2 separate regions of the Oncorhynchus mykiss genome follow, and region 1 is linked to region 2. A link is a contact called in public Hi-C data. All regions are on one chromosome and are shown on one strand. The core of a region is the stretch at or near the end of the contact, and the rest is flanking DNA. Distances in the headings are between cores, read along the strand shown.

The links. A called contact is a pair of places that touch in the nucleus more often than the background predicts.
Region 1: a contact with region 2 is called in a Hi-C map of liver, with 3 times the contacts expected there. The contact joins the promoter of macrod1 here to the promoter of ccdc88b in region 2. A contact is called at or near these places in 2 of 3 Hi-C or Micro-C datasets (blood and liver).

What each region holds. Positions count from the first base shown.
Region 1 is chr14:27,400,736-27,408,008 of USDA_OmykA_1.1, reverse strand. It overlaps macrod1 (ADP-ribose glycohydrolase MACROD1), which reads left to right and starts at 4,505. Exons shown (of 11, transcript XM_021561605.2): 1 at 4,505-5,427; 2 at 5,735-5,845; 3 at 6,216-6,326. The coding sequence starts at 4,953.
Region 2 is chr14:27,245,748-27,252,020 of USDA_OmykA_1.1, reverse strand. ccdc88b (coiled-coil domain containing 88A) reads right to left here and starts at 2,017. Exons shown (of 28, transcript XM_036943227.1): 1 at 1,763-2,017. The coding sequence starts at 1,822. rom1b (rod outer segment membrane protein 1b) reads right to left here. Exons shown (of 6, transcript XM_036943637.1): 2 at 5,877-6,119; 3 at 5,389-5,576; 4 at 4,466-4,712; 5 at 4,162-4,323; 6 at 3,541-3,603. The coding sequence ends at 3,541.

The DNA.
Region 1 (7,273 bases), core at 3,256-5,755, 150 kb before region 2:
CATATACATATGAGATGAATAATGTAGGGTATGTAACATTATATTAGGTAGCATTGTTTAAAGTGGCTAGTGATATATTTTACATCATTTCCCATCAATTTCCATTATTAAAGTGGCTGGAGTTGAGTCAGTGTGTTGGCAGCAGCCACTCAATGTTAGTGGTGGCTGTTTAACAGTCTGATGGCCTTGAGATAGAAGCTGTTTTTCAGTCTCTCGGTCCCAGCGTTGATGCACCTGTACTGACCTCGCCTTCTGGATGATAGCGGGGTGAACAGGCAGTGGCTCGGGTGGTTGTTGTCCTTGATGATCTTTATGGCCTTCCTGTGACATCGGGTGGTGTAGGTGTCCTGGAGGGCAGGTAGTTTGCCCCCGGTGATGCGTTGTGCAGATCTCACTACCCTCTGGAGAGCCTTACGGTTGTGGGCGGAGCAGTTGCCGTACCAGGCGGTGATACAGCCCGACAGGATGCTCTCGATTGTGCATCTGTAGAAGTTTGTGAGTGCTTTAGGTGACAAGACGAATTTCTTCAGCCTCCTGAGGTTGAAGAGGCGCTGCTGCGCCTTCTTCACGATGCTGTCTGTGTGGGTGGACCAATTCAGTTTGTCTGTGATGTGTACGCCGAGGAACTTAAAACTTACTACCCTCTCCACTACTGTTCCATCGATGTGGATAGGGGGGTGTTCCCTCTGCTGTTTCCTGAAGTCCACAATCATCTCCTTAGTTTTGTTGACGTTGAGTGTGAGGTTATTTTCCTGACACCACACTCCGAGGGCCCTCACCTCCTCCCTGTAGGCCGTCTCGCCGTTGTTGGTAATCAAGCCTACCACTGTTGTGTCGTCCGCAAACTTGATGATTGAGTTGGAGGCGTGCGTGGCCATGCAGTCGTGGGTGAACAGGGAGTACAGGAGAGGGCTCAGAACGCACCCTTGTGGGGCCCCAGTGTTGAGGATCAGCGGGGTGGAAATGTTGTTGCCTACCCTCACCACCTGGGGGCGGCCCGTCATGAAGTCCAGTACCCAGTTGCACAGGGCGGGGTCGAGACCCAGGGTTTCGAGCTTGATGACGAGCTTGGAGGGCTTGGAGGGCACTATGGTGTTAGTAGGACGATCACTTTGTGCAGCTCACCCTGTACTATCAGCTCCAATATAAATAACACGAGTAAGTCTACTTCTGATAAGCTTCCCAGTAAAGCATTAAAAACAATCAAGCAACCCAGAAAAGTGCTAAAAATAGCACATATTAACATATGTAGCCTAAGAAACAAGGTCCATGAAGTCTTGTAACAGATGACATTCCTATTCTGACTATCTCTGAAATTCACTTGGATAATACCTTTGATGATACAGTGGTAGTGTAACAGTTTAACTTTAGTCTGTCCCCTACCCGGGCTCGAACCAGGGACCCTCTACACACATAGACAACTGACACCCAAGAAGCATCGTTACCCATCGCTCCACAAAAGCTGCGGCCCTTGCAGAGCAAGGTGAACAACTACTTCAGGTATCAGAGCGAGTGACGTCACCGATTGAAACGCTATTAGCGCGCACCCCGCTAACTAGCTAGCCATTTCACATCGGTTACACTAGTAACACATGGTTATAACGTCTACCGAAAAGACAGAAATGCCAATGGGGGCAGTGTTGCGATCTATATTCAGAACCACATTCCTGTAAAGCTTAGAGAGGATTTCATGTTAAATACTGTTGAAGTAATATGGCTACAGGTTCATCTGCCTCACCTAAAGCCCATTTTTGTGGGAAGCTGCTATAGACCAGCAAGTGCTAACAATCAGTATCTGGATAATATGTGTGAAATGCTTGATAATGTATGTGATATCAACAGAGAAGTATATTTTCTGGGTGATTTAAATATTGACTGGATATCATCAAGCTGCCCACTTAAGAAAAAGCTTCAAACTGTAACCAGTGCCTGCAACATGGTTCAGGTTATCAGTCAACCTACCAGGGCAAGCAGCACAGGAATGAAATCATCCACATGTATTGATCACATCTTTACTAATGCTGCAGAAATGTGGTTTAAAGCCGTATCCAGATCCATAGGATGTAGTGATCACAATATAGTAGCCATCTCTAGGAAAACCAAAGTTACAAAGGCTGGGCCTAATATAGAGTAGAAGAGGTCATACAAGAAGTTTTGTAGTGATTCATATGTTGATGATGTAAATGATACTTGCTGGTCTGTGGTGTGTAATGACGAGCAACCAGAAGCTGCACTTGACACATTTATGAAATTGCTTATTCCAGTTACTAATAAGCACACACCCATTAAGAAAATGACTGTAAAAACTGTTAAATCCCCTTGGATTGATGAGGAATTGAACAATTGTATGGTTGAGAGGGATGAGGAGAAAGGTATGGCAAATAAGTCTGGCAGCACAACTGATTGGCAAACATACTGCAAATGAAGAAATAATGTGACAGAACTAAATACAAATAAACTATACTATGAAACAAAGATCAATTATTTAAATAATCATAGTAAAAAGCTATCCATTGCATAGATTGAGGGAGACATTGCCAACCTGTCTGATGTTCAGACTCTGCTTGCAGATGTAAGAGAAGAAATCAGTAGTGCCCTGCCCACTTCATTGTTGAGATTAACAAGGCTTATGGTGTCATCACTACCGTGTCTCGCCACCTTGGCCTGGATGAGGGCAAGGTTCTTGGCAGTCTGGCGAAGTACACTTCCAAGCAAGGGCTTTGGGATGGAAATGCAATATGGCAGTCGTGCCAACATATCTCATCAGCCACCTGGTGGAAGGGACTTTGTGGATCTGAGGCTCTTTCCCCTGTTGCCTCCATCATCCTCCAAATCCCACCAACATCAGCCGCCTCAGAGCGCAACTGGTCCTTGTTTGGGAACAAACACACCAAAGGACGCAACAGGCTGACAAATACAAGGGTTGAACAATTGGTGGCCATCCGGGCAAATTTGTGGCTTTTTGAGCCTGACAATGAGACATCCTCAACAAGGTGGAAAGTGACAGTGAAGATGAGGCCTCAGTCTGATGTTCATGAGGTGGACATTGAGGAGGTCCAGGGAGAAAACATGGAAGCCTGAGAAGAAGACAACCAAAGCTTTAGTTGCTAGACTATTATTTTACAGATGTATGTTGCAAACGTTTTTGGGAGATGCGATGGATCATTGGGGATCATTCAATATTGCTTTTCTTTTGTTGTTCAGTGAAATCATCCCATGTGAAGATTCAACTCATTTAATTAAAGTTAAATTCGTAACTAAATAGTTAAAAAAAAATGGATTGGAAGGATTTAATAATTTGCAATTATGTCTACTTATGATAAGGTAAAGGTTTATGTTTCTGTCTCCATATGATATGGTAAATATATCTAATGCAAAAAACTTCTACATTTAAATGGTGTTAATATTAATTTGCATATATTTCCATTAATTCCCATATATTCCCACAGAAAGTTTCCACCTCTGAATATTCCCCAAAATGTGCAACCCTGGCAGTAGCTAAGATGGGGAGAAGTCTGTCCATAATAAAGCGATGCTCTGCCTTCTTAACAACACTATCAACAAGGCAGGTCCAACAGGCCCTAGTTTTGTCGCACTAAAAAAGGACTAAGGAAAATTGAAATTGGCTCAGAACAGGGCAAGACGTCTGGCCCTTGGATGTACACAGAGAGCTAATATAAATAAAATATATGTCAATCTCTCCTGGCTCAAAGTGGAGGAAAGATTGACATCATCACTACTTGTATTTTTGAGAGGTATTGACTTGTTGAATGCGCCGAGCTGTCTGTCTAAACTACTGGCACAGCTCAGACGCCCATGCATACCCCACAAGACATGCCACAAGAGGTCTCTTCTCAGTCCCCAAGTCCAGAACAGACTATAGACAGACTAACAGTACTACATAGAGCCATAACTACATGGAACTCTATTCCACATCAAGTAACAGATGCAAGCAGTAAAAATAATAGATTTAAAAAACAGATTTAAAAAAACACCTTATGGAACAGCGGGGACTGTGAAGCAACACAAACATAGGCACAGATACATGCATACACACAAATGATAACATAAGCACTACACAGATTTAGTACTGTAGATATGCGGTAGCGGTGGAGTAGGGGCCTGAGGGCACACAGTGTGTTGTGAAATCTGAATGTATTGTGATGTTTTTAAAATTGCATAAACTGCCTTAATTTTTTCCTGGTCCCCAGGAAGAGTATATGCTGCTTTGGCAGGAGCTAATGGGTATCCATAATAAATACAAATACACTAGATGTAATTAGGCTACAAATTAAGTTACAGAGTAAGATGTAATTCTAGCTGTTGGCCAGTAGAGGGCGGTGAATGACAGACAGAGAAACAGTAAACTCGATCAGCTCAGCACAGAGCTCCTGACACGTTGGGCGACTGGCTTCCGGGCTAAGCGAGCAGTGTGTAAAAGCAGCGCGTCTTGGCGGATCGTGTTTCGGAGGACCTTCACCTCTCCCGAGCCCGTTGGGGAGTTGCAGCCATTAAACTAAATTGTAATTGCCAATTAGATATCACGAAAATGGCGAGAAAAATTCACAAAATAAATTAAATAAAACACTGAACTCCTACCATACGTTATATCCACACACAGCCTTGACAATTCGAGTGAACGGTGATGGTTAATTCGTTGAATAATTAATTTGTTTATACTCAACTTGAAAGGTATTTTATAGCAACACAACAATACATACTTTCCTTATGGTCATACTCTATATAGGTCATATAGCTCCCCTCCCATTTGGTACAATCCATGCGTCATTGTTTACAACAAAATGGCCAAGTATTTCTTCCCCAAAATTCAAACTGGATAAAGGCGCTTTAAATAACGAAAACGAAACTTAACTACCGAACCGAAAAACACCTGACACCGACGTAACGTTAGTAGTTCTGTGTCGGATTGACTTCAGGATCACACTCGCAGCATGGCATTTCAAATGTCAACTCTCTCTTCGCGTATCAGAGCCATAGGTCCATTTTCCCGCTGTCGTAGGGGTGACTTTCATACTAGTGATATCGGTGTGTGCTCCAAATTTAGAAACATTTTTGGTGTTGCAAATCGTCAGGTTTATTCGCTGGTGCGAAGTGGGCAGAGTTCGGCGAACTCCAGCCCTGCAAAGTGCAAGGCCATTCTGAACCCAGGGGGTATTCATTTTGCAAACCGCGTGGAGAAGTTTTCAACAACTACAGCTGCCGCGAAGTCGTTTGAGTCGTTTCAGGGGCAAAACAAGGCCTCGCCCTCCGGGGGAAAGTACGGTTCGTTGTATCGGATCGCCCTCGCCGCGCTTGGGGTGACCACCGCGGTCGTGTCCCTGCACTTTAGTGCCCATCTCGCCATGGCAACGGGATTGGAGCGGCTAAACCTTGACTCAGCCAAAGGTGACTGGAACGAGGTGAAGGGTAAGTCTGCAGACAGACACAGTTTGGGTGGGAATCTATAGGTGCTCATGTTGAGAATTTGGTTGCTCAACAGGACCTGTTGCTTGTGAAAAGTAAAGTTGTCAAAGCTGTGTGGCCTAAATTTCAATAGAAAAAAAGTAGGTGCCAACTCAAAGTTTGAAGTGGCTCATGGTGGCCTTATGTGGTACTAGGTTACAACCAAGCCATTAGTGCATTACAGCTTTTCACTATGTTGTCCCTACATTACCCACATTGATTAGTGGAATGATCATAATCATCAACTCTCTGTCCCTCTCCTCTTCCTTAGCTGCCTTGCTCCATATGAGTCAGGAGGAGAGAAGGAAGCACTACAGAACTACCTACCGGTCCCTGGAGGAGGTGCCTGTGTGGACCGCCAAGTCACTCACAGTGGACAGAGGTTGGTGGCACCTTAATTGGGGAGAATGGGTTCGTGGTAATGGCTGGAGCGGCGTCAGTGGAATGGTATCAAACGCATGGTTTCCATGCCATTCCATTTACTCTAAACCATTGTTGTTTCTCAACTCCCGTTCTGGGGTCCTACAACACAGGTTTACATGTGTTTGGTCCAGCCCAGCACTACACACTGTCATTTAGTTAATGCTAGGTGATTAGGCCCCAGGACTACAGCTGTGAGACACTGGAAAGCAGCATCGCTGAGCGTCCACTATAGATATTCTTGAGAGACAACATAAACGGTAAACGCATGTTGATATTACAGTGTTCTTATTAACAGTGTTGACAGAAGCAGGTGTTCATCTGTCTCCAAGGTGATTCAGTCAAGGCGACCAAATTCAAGAGGAACGAAGCTCTGGACAAGAAGATCTCGCTGTTCAGCGGTGACATCACCAAACTGGAGATTGATGGGATCGTCAATGCAGGTGATCATATAGTAACCTAGCTAATATTAACATAACATTACAGAAATAACATAACTTAAAGATGGAATCTGCAGTAGGGGAAACAACGCCATTGGCCGCCCCCACCACCGCTGTTGTAGTTGTTGTTGCTGAGTGGAGGAGTGTCATGCAGCATTGTTAAATAAATCGCAGTACTTATTGTGCTCTTCTGTTGCACATGCAATGATGTCAGAGGGCAAAAAGCTGTGTTGGTTGTTTACAGTCAATTATTTGTTTTAATATCGCAAACGGACGTGGCTGTTTCACCATTTAAGGATTCCAGCTTTAACTTGTAGTAATAACATTACTTAAAAATAACAGAATCACATGTAGTAATAATATTACTTAGTAATAACATAACATTACTTAGTAATAACATTACTTAGTAATAACATTACTTAGTAATAACATAGCATTACTTAGTAATAACATAGCATTACTTAGTAATAACATAGCATTACTTAGTAATAACATAGCATTACTTAGTAATAACATTACTTAGTAATAACATTACTTAGTAATAACATTACTTAGTAATAACAAAACTACTTAGTAATAACATAGCATTACTTAGTAATAACATTACTTAGTAATAACATTACTTAGTAATAACATAACATGACTAGTAATAACATTTCTTAGTAATAACATTACTTGTAATAACATAGCATTACTTAGTAATAACATAGCATTACTTAGTAATAACATAGCATTACTTAGTAATAACATAGCATTACTTAGTAATAACATAGCATTACTTATTATTAACATTACTGAGTAATAACCTAATATGACTAGTAATAACATTACTTTGTAATATCATTAGTAGTAGTAACATAGCATTACTTAGTAATGGCATTACCTAGCAATAACAGCATTATTTAGTAATAACCTAACATGACTAGTAATAACATTATTTAGTAATAACC
Region 2 (6,273 bases), core at 768-3,267:
GAATCGAGCCCTAAATTCAATAGAAACATAATAAACAGTGCCTTTCGGAAAATATTCAGATCCCTTGACTTTTTCCACATTTTGTTACGTTACAGCCTTATTCTAAAGTGGATTAAATAAATAAAAATCCTCATCAATCTACACACAATACAACATAATGATAAACGAAAACAGGTCTTTTGAAATGTTTACAAATATATTAAAAACTAAAAACAGATACCTTATTTAAATAAGTATTCAGACCCTTTGCTTTGAGACTCGAAATTGAGCTCAGGTGCATCCTGTTTCCATTGATCGCCCTTGAGATGTTTATTCAATTTGATTGGAGTCCAACTGTGCTAAATTCAATTGATTGGATGTGATTTGGAAAGGCACACACCTGTCTATATAAGGTCCCACAATGGACAGTGCATGTCAGAGCAAAAACCAAGCAATGAGGGCAAAAAAATTGTCCATAGAGCTCAGAGACAGGAATGTGTCGAGGCACAGATCTGGGGAAGGGTACCAAAACATTTCTGAAGGTCCCAAAGAACACAGTGGCCTCCATCATTCTTAAATGGAAGATGTTTTACTCTTCCTAAAGCTGGCTGCCCGGCCAAACTGAGCAATCGGGGGAGAAGGGCCTTGGTCAGGGAGGTGACTAAGAACCTAATGGTCACTCTGACAGAGCTCCAGAGTTCCTCTGTGGAGATGGAAGAACTTTCCAGAAGGACAACCATCTCTGCAGCACTCAGGACCTCAGATTGGGGCAACGGTTCACCTTCCAACAGGACAACGACCCTAAGCACACAGCCAAGACAACACACGAGTGGCTTCGGGACAAGTCTCTGAATGTCCTTGAGTGGCCCAGCTAGAGCCATGACTTAAACCCGATCGAACATCTCTGGAGAGACCTGGAAATAGCTGTGCAGCAACGCTCCTCGTCCAACCTGACAGAGCTGAGAAGGTCTGCAGAGAAGAATGGGAGAAACTCCCCAAATACAGATGTGCCAAGCTTGTAGTGTCATACCCAAGAAGACTTGGTCTGAATACTTACGTAAATGTGTTCTGGATTTTGAATAAATTAGTAAGAATTTCAAAAAATCTGTTTTTGCTTTGTCATTGTGGGGTATTGTGATTAGATTGATGAGGGGGGGGGGGGGACAACTTATTCCATTTTAGAATCAGGCTGTAACGTAACAAATTGCGGTAAAAGTCAAGGGGACTGAACACATTCCGAAGGCACTGTACAACCTAAATAATATATATGGAGACCACATGGGGATCACTGCAAACAGAGAAAACTGCTATCTGGAATCTGTGGTATAGATCAATGAAACTCGAGATGGTCATATTTTACTGAGAAATAAATAAGAAAGGGAATAGGAAGTCACAGATATAAAGGTAAAACAACAAGATACATTCTATGAGCCATTGTAGAGAAAGCTGTGAAAAGGAGAAGTTTGAGAACTAAGTGTTGTTTGCTGTTATGACAAAAGTTATGACAAGCATTTACATCTGATTCAAGTTCAACCCATCCGTGTTGTTATAACTTCTGTAAATAAAGAGTTATACATTATTTACAAAATGCATAATCTCATAAGTGTTTTTAAATTTACACGTCGTTTATTTACAGGATTTGTATGTATTGATACTCCATAAAAGCAAAACAACAGCAATAGGCTATGTGTTTTTATATGTTATAAAAGACTATCATCATCACGTATATCTAGGTCTACTACTATAGCATCTGAAAGTGATTTAAATAAGCTTTGACACATACCCAAGTCACCAACGCACTTTCCATGAATTCTTCTAGAATGTCCATTATGTTAGAGTCCATGGTGTCGCATAAATAATTTACAAACTTCTATAAAAAATATAAATAAAATATATCCTACATTATTAAAGCAATTTTACTAAATACTGAATCCATTGTGTTCGTCATTTCAGTTCCCCTCCCTCTCTCTTCCTCTATCTCACTTTTTCAGTTAGTGCTGGTGGTAAGCACATTGCAAAACCACACCGGAATTTCTTAACGAACACATTTCATTAGTGCTTTAGGCCTACCCGGAACAATCACCACCTTTACCAGTGAGTTTGTTTCCAGAAAAGAAAGTCGCTCAATGACAAATGAGTAGGTGGTTTGAGATGGATGGAAAATATTAGACTACTTTGTGCGCACTGGGGTTCCTTGCCTAGACGTTTGTAACAATGTTTATATTACAATTCACTTATTCAGTTGTTTGTAGCCTATGCATCCGATTGATCAAGATATACTATAAACAAGTTCGAAATGGTCAATTCAGTAGGACGGGCGTTCGTTGCGCTTTCAGGTGTAATGCAATGGCGAACCCTGGTGGAATTATGGTGAAAGGTCGGTAGTCTACTATCTATGAACATCCTACTTGTAAAATAAAGCTGTTGAATGAACATTGTCGTAAAACACAGATCAGAGTGAATTAACCATTTGACAAAGAAACAAAAATAAACAGCCACTACAAATTAAAACATGTTTGCTATGTGTAAGATAGTGCACGTTTATAATACAAGCGACATTTCTTTTTTTTGTCAAAACACAATGGAAAATGTAATTACAATTTTCTACATGACCACACTTTGACGTGAACTTTCTCTTAACCCTGTCCATTGTTGTGGTATGTTTGATAGTCATACATCCCGAGTGTTCCTGTTGCTGTGCAGAGAACTGTTGTAGCAGTAGCATATGGATTAGCTATATAGGATTATGAAGGTGTTATGAGAGCTGTCCTAGTATACCTAGCAGCCCAGATTACATTATACAGTCACTCCTCTCCATACTGTCATAAACCTACAGTAGCCTAGGCCTACTGTATCACTGGCATCACTTTCAGTCATTACACACACCATCATCCTATACCTCTGGGTGAACTGAAATAACCCAATTCAGTTGAATGCTTATCTAGTACAAAAAGACTCAACTCCGCAAATCCATTAAAAGCAACTAACTTTAATATATTCAATGCCAGATGCCAACTTCACATGTTACTTAGCAGTGCATTAACAAACTCTATAGCCAGGCCAGTATTCAATTGACTGTAGGCCTTCTTCACACTGGGTGAATGTTTGTTACGTTATTACCTGTGTGGTTTACATTTTGTCTGATCCAAATCAAAGATCAGAAAATCAGTTCACTTCCGTGTGTGTGATTTTTCATTTACTCATGTACCAGTATGTGAATATTGTTTTTGAATATTTACCAAATGTATGTGTGTGTTCTTGGGTGCTTTTCAGTAGTTTGACTTTGTTTGTTCTTGACCACATGAAACATCACCCTCCCCCTCAATAGTTGATGTATTGTCCATCATGGAGCAACAGGACACAACATTCTCTCAAAGATTATCTTTCCAAATTCTGTCAAGTTAAAAAAAACTATGGATTGTTAGATCTTGTCATGTCTAGTCTGTGCGGAGCATGATAAAATAAGATTAATGATAAGATAAGATTCCCTATGTATTTTAGTGCTCAATACAGCCTCACTCCCCTTCTCAAACCCATATATTGTTACATATTATCTTTCATCTAGCTGGACGTGGCTGCCTTCTCGCCGTCCGCCCCAGCTTCTGCCTCGTCACCTGCCTCCACCTGTATTGATAAAGACGGGACACGTTAGTGAGATACAACCAAATTCATTACCAAATGCATTGCGGGTACTGTAGTACATCATACAACACTGACGGTCTGATCCGGAGGATGTATTGTTACAGAATGTTAAGATATAAATGTTTTGTGTAGGACAGGTACAGATGTAGGATCTTCATTTTATTACTCTTTTGTTGCTGAGAATTTTCCTGCACGGCAGGAAATGCAACCTTGTGGTGTATTTGAGTTTTAAAAAGGCTTCTAAAGTTTGTAATTTCCACTTTGAAATTTCAGACTTGATTTGCACTAACGAAAAATGTCCATTAATTCACATAATAATAATAATTCACATTTCCTTTTGCTGCAGGATTATTCTCCTGCTGTAGCAAACTGGCTCAAATTTAGATCCTAAATCTGTATGATTGGTCAGTCAGATCCAATAGGGGCATTTTTTTCATCTCTGTTTATTCTCCTTCTATCTGCAACATTTAGAGCGTTCCACATCCCTGAGCACACCCCTGACATGTTTCACAGAGCGTTATGGGTACTGTAGTTCACTACCTGTCCGAACTGCAGCAGTTTGAACACAGTGGTCTTGACATCCATCAGGGTCTCCTTAACCCCCTTCGCCAGGATGTAGCCCTCGCTGTCAGCTTCGGGGTTCTCCGGGTCCACGCCCTCCAGAGACGTGTGCAGGTACCGCAGGCTCACCAACACTGATATCTGTGGAGATGATGTTACATGGGTCAAGGTTCAACTCAAAGCAAAGGTTACAAAATGTATATCTAAAGCCATCATATCACAAGGGTAGAGGTTGATGGTAACAAAATAACCAATGAAAACTACTGTTTGTGCATATGTATACCTGTACGGAGATGACCGACAGAATCCCGGGGCCAATGGTGTTCATGAGGCCCATGTAGTAGTCGACCAGCGCCTGTCTGCAGCCGCGGTTGTACAGGTTCAGCTCCTCACTCTGGTGCTCATAGTTGTAGTGGGCAGTGTTGTCAGTCAGGTGGTTCTGGAGACAGGGCCGAGGGGAGCCGGGGTTACAGCAGCTGAAGGGGACTCCATCCATCAGGTAACGACCGTCCACGTTGCTACGCACACGACTGGAAAGGAGATTAACGGTTTGATTGAGCGTTTTCCTTGTACATTTTTACCTTACATAAATCACACTGGCTTTAATGATGGATGACACATCTATGAGATGGCACTTGGAGACATGGTGTATGGAAATCACATGTGAGTCATCATCACCTCAGATAAGTCAGACAACTATGGTTAGTGGGCTTCACCTCTCCTCTCCACCCCCCCCCCCCCCCTCTCTCTCACTCCTCCTCCCCCCTCTCTCCCCCTTCCATCCCTCTGTTCCCCCTCTCGCACTCCCTTTCCTCCTCCCACGTCCCCTCCTCCATCCCCCCCTCTCGCACTCTCCCTCACCTCCTCCCACGTCCCCCCTCCACCCATCCCCCCTCTCTCTCACTCCCTCTCCTCCACCCCTTCTGTCCCCCCTCCACCTCCCCTTACTCCACCTCCCCTTACTCCCTCTCCTCCCCCCCTCTCTCCTCACTCCTTATCCTCCCCCCTCCATCCCCCTTTCTCTCCCTCCATCCCACCCCTCCATTCCCCTCTCTCCCCCTTCATCCCCCTCTCTCCTCCTTCCATCCTCCTCCATCCCACCCCTCCATCCCCCTCTCTCCAACTCCATTCCCCTCTCTCCCCCTTCCATCCCACTCTCTCCCCCCTCCATTCCACCCCCCTCTCTCCCCCTCCTCCATCTCTCACTCTTTGACTTCTTTAGAGGTGAAGTCCAGGTATCTGTTGCTGATCCACTGCACCTCGAACCAGTCCCTGTAGTTGGTGTTGCCGCAGCAACGCAGTTCCATTTGCAGCCTGTCGATGGTCTCCTTCTGGAAACAGCGGCCCGGGACGTCCGTGTCCCGGTAGAACCGGATACCGTTCCTCAGGCCCACCTGGGATTGGACAGAGATGATGTCATAAAAAGACCAGGAAGTACTCATGGGAGCCAAGGCTTGTTCTCAATTAATCTTTCCTGGATTCCTCAGTTCTTATGTCCTTGCCTTCTTCTCAAAACGAATTGGAGAGGGGTGGGGGGACCGTGACCTTTTCCTCCAATACGGTTGTGGTGCAGGCGAGGAGATAGGATGCGAGGAATCACAGAAAGACTAACTGAGATAGGACCCGAATGTTGTCATTATGTTATTCGGCATTTACTGTCTCATCCTTCTTCATCCCATCCCAGAGGCCCTTACCTTGAGTGACTCCTCAAGGTGTCCCTGCAGGGCATAGCTGAGCACCACTGCAGACAGCAACCAGACACACACCATCCAGGCTAGGCCATACCAGGGCAGCAGGAAGGGCTTCCAGGGAGGGAATCGGGCAGAGTCCAGGGAGTCCTGACACACCCGCCCAGCAAACAGGTTGATCCCCATGGTTACCAAGCCCACCAGCATCAAGATGTTAGGCACCACGTGGATCTCTGTGTTGTCCATCACCTGGAGGGTCAAAGGTCAAACCTAGGGTCACCTTACTATACCAGTTATAACAAAGGCAATATACTAGTTATAACGCAGTAATAAACTACATCTAAACAATCTTTCTATGTTACATTACAGAGCTAAGCACCAGAAGATATGTTCTGCCATGTAC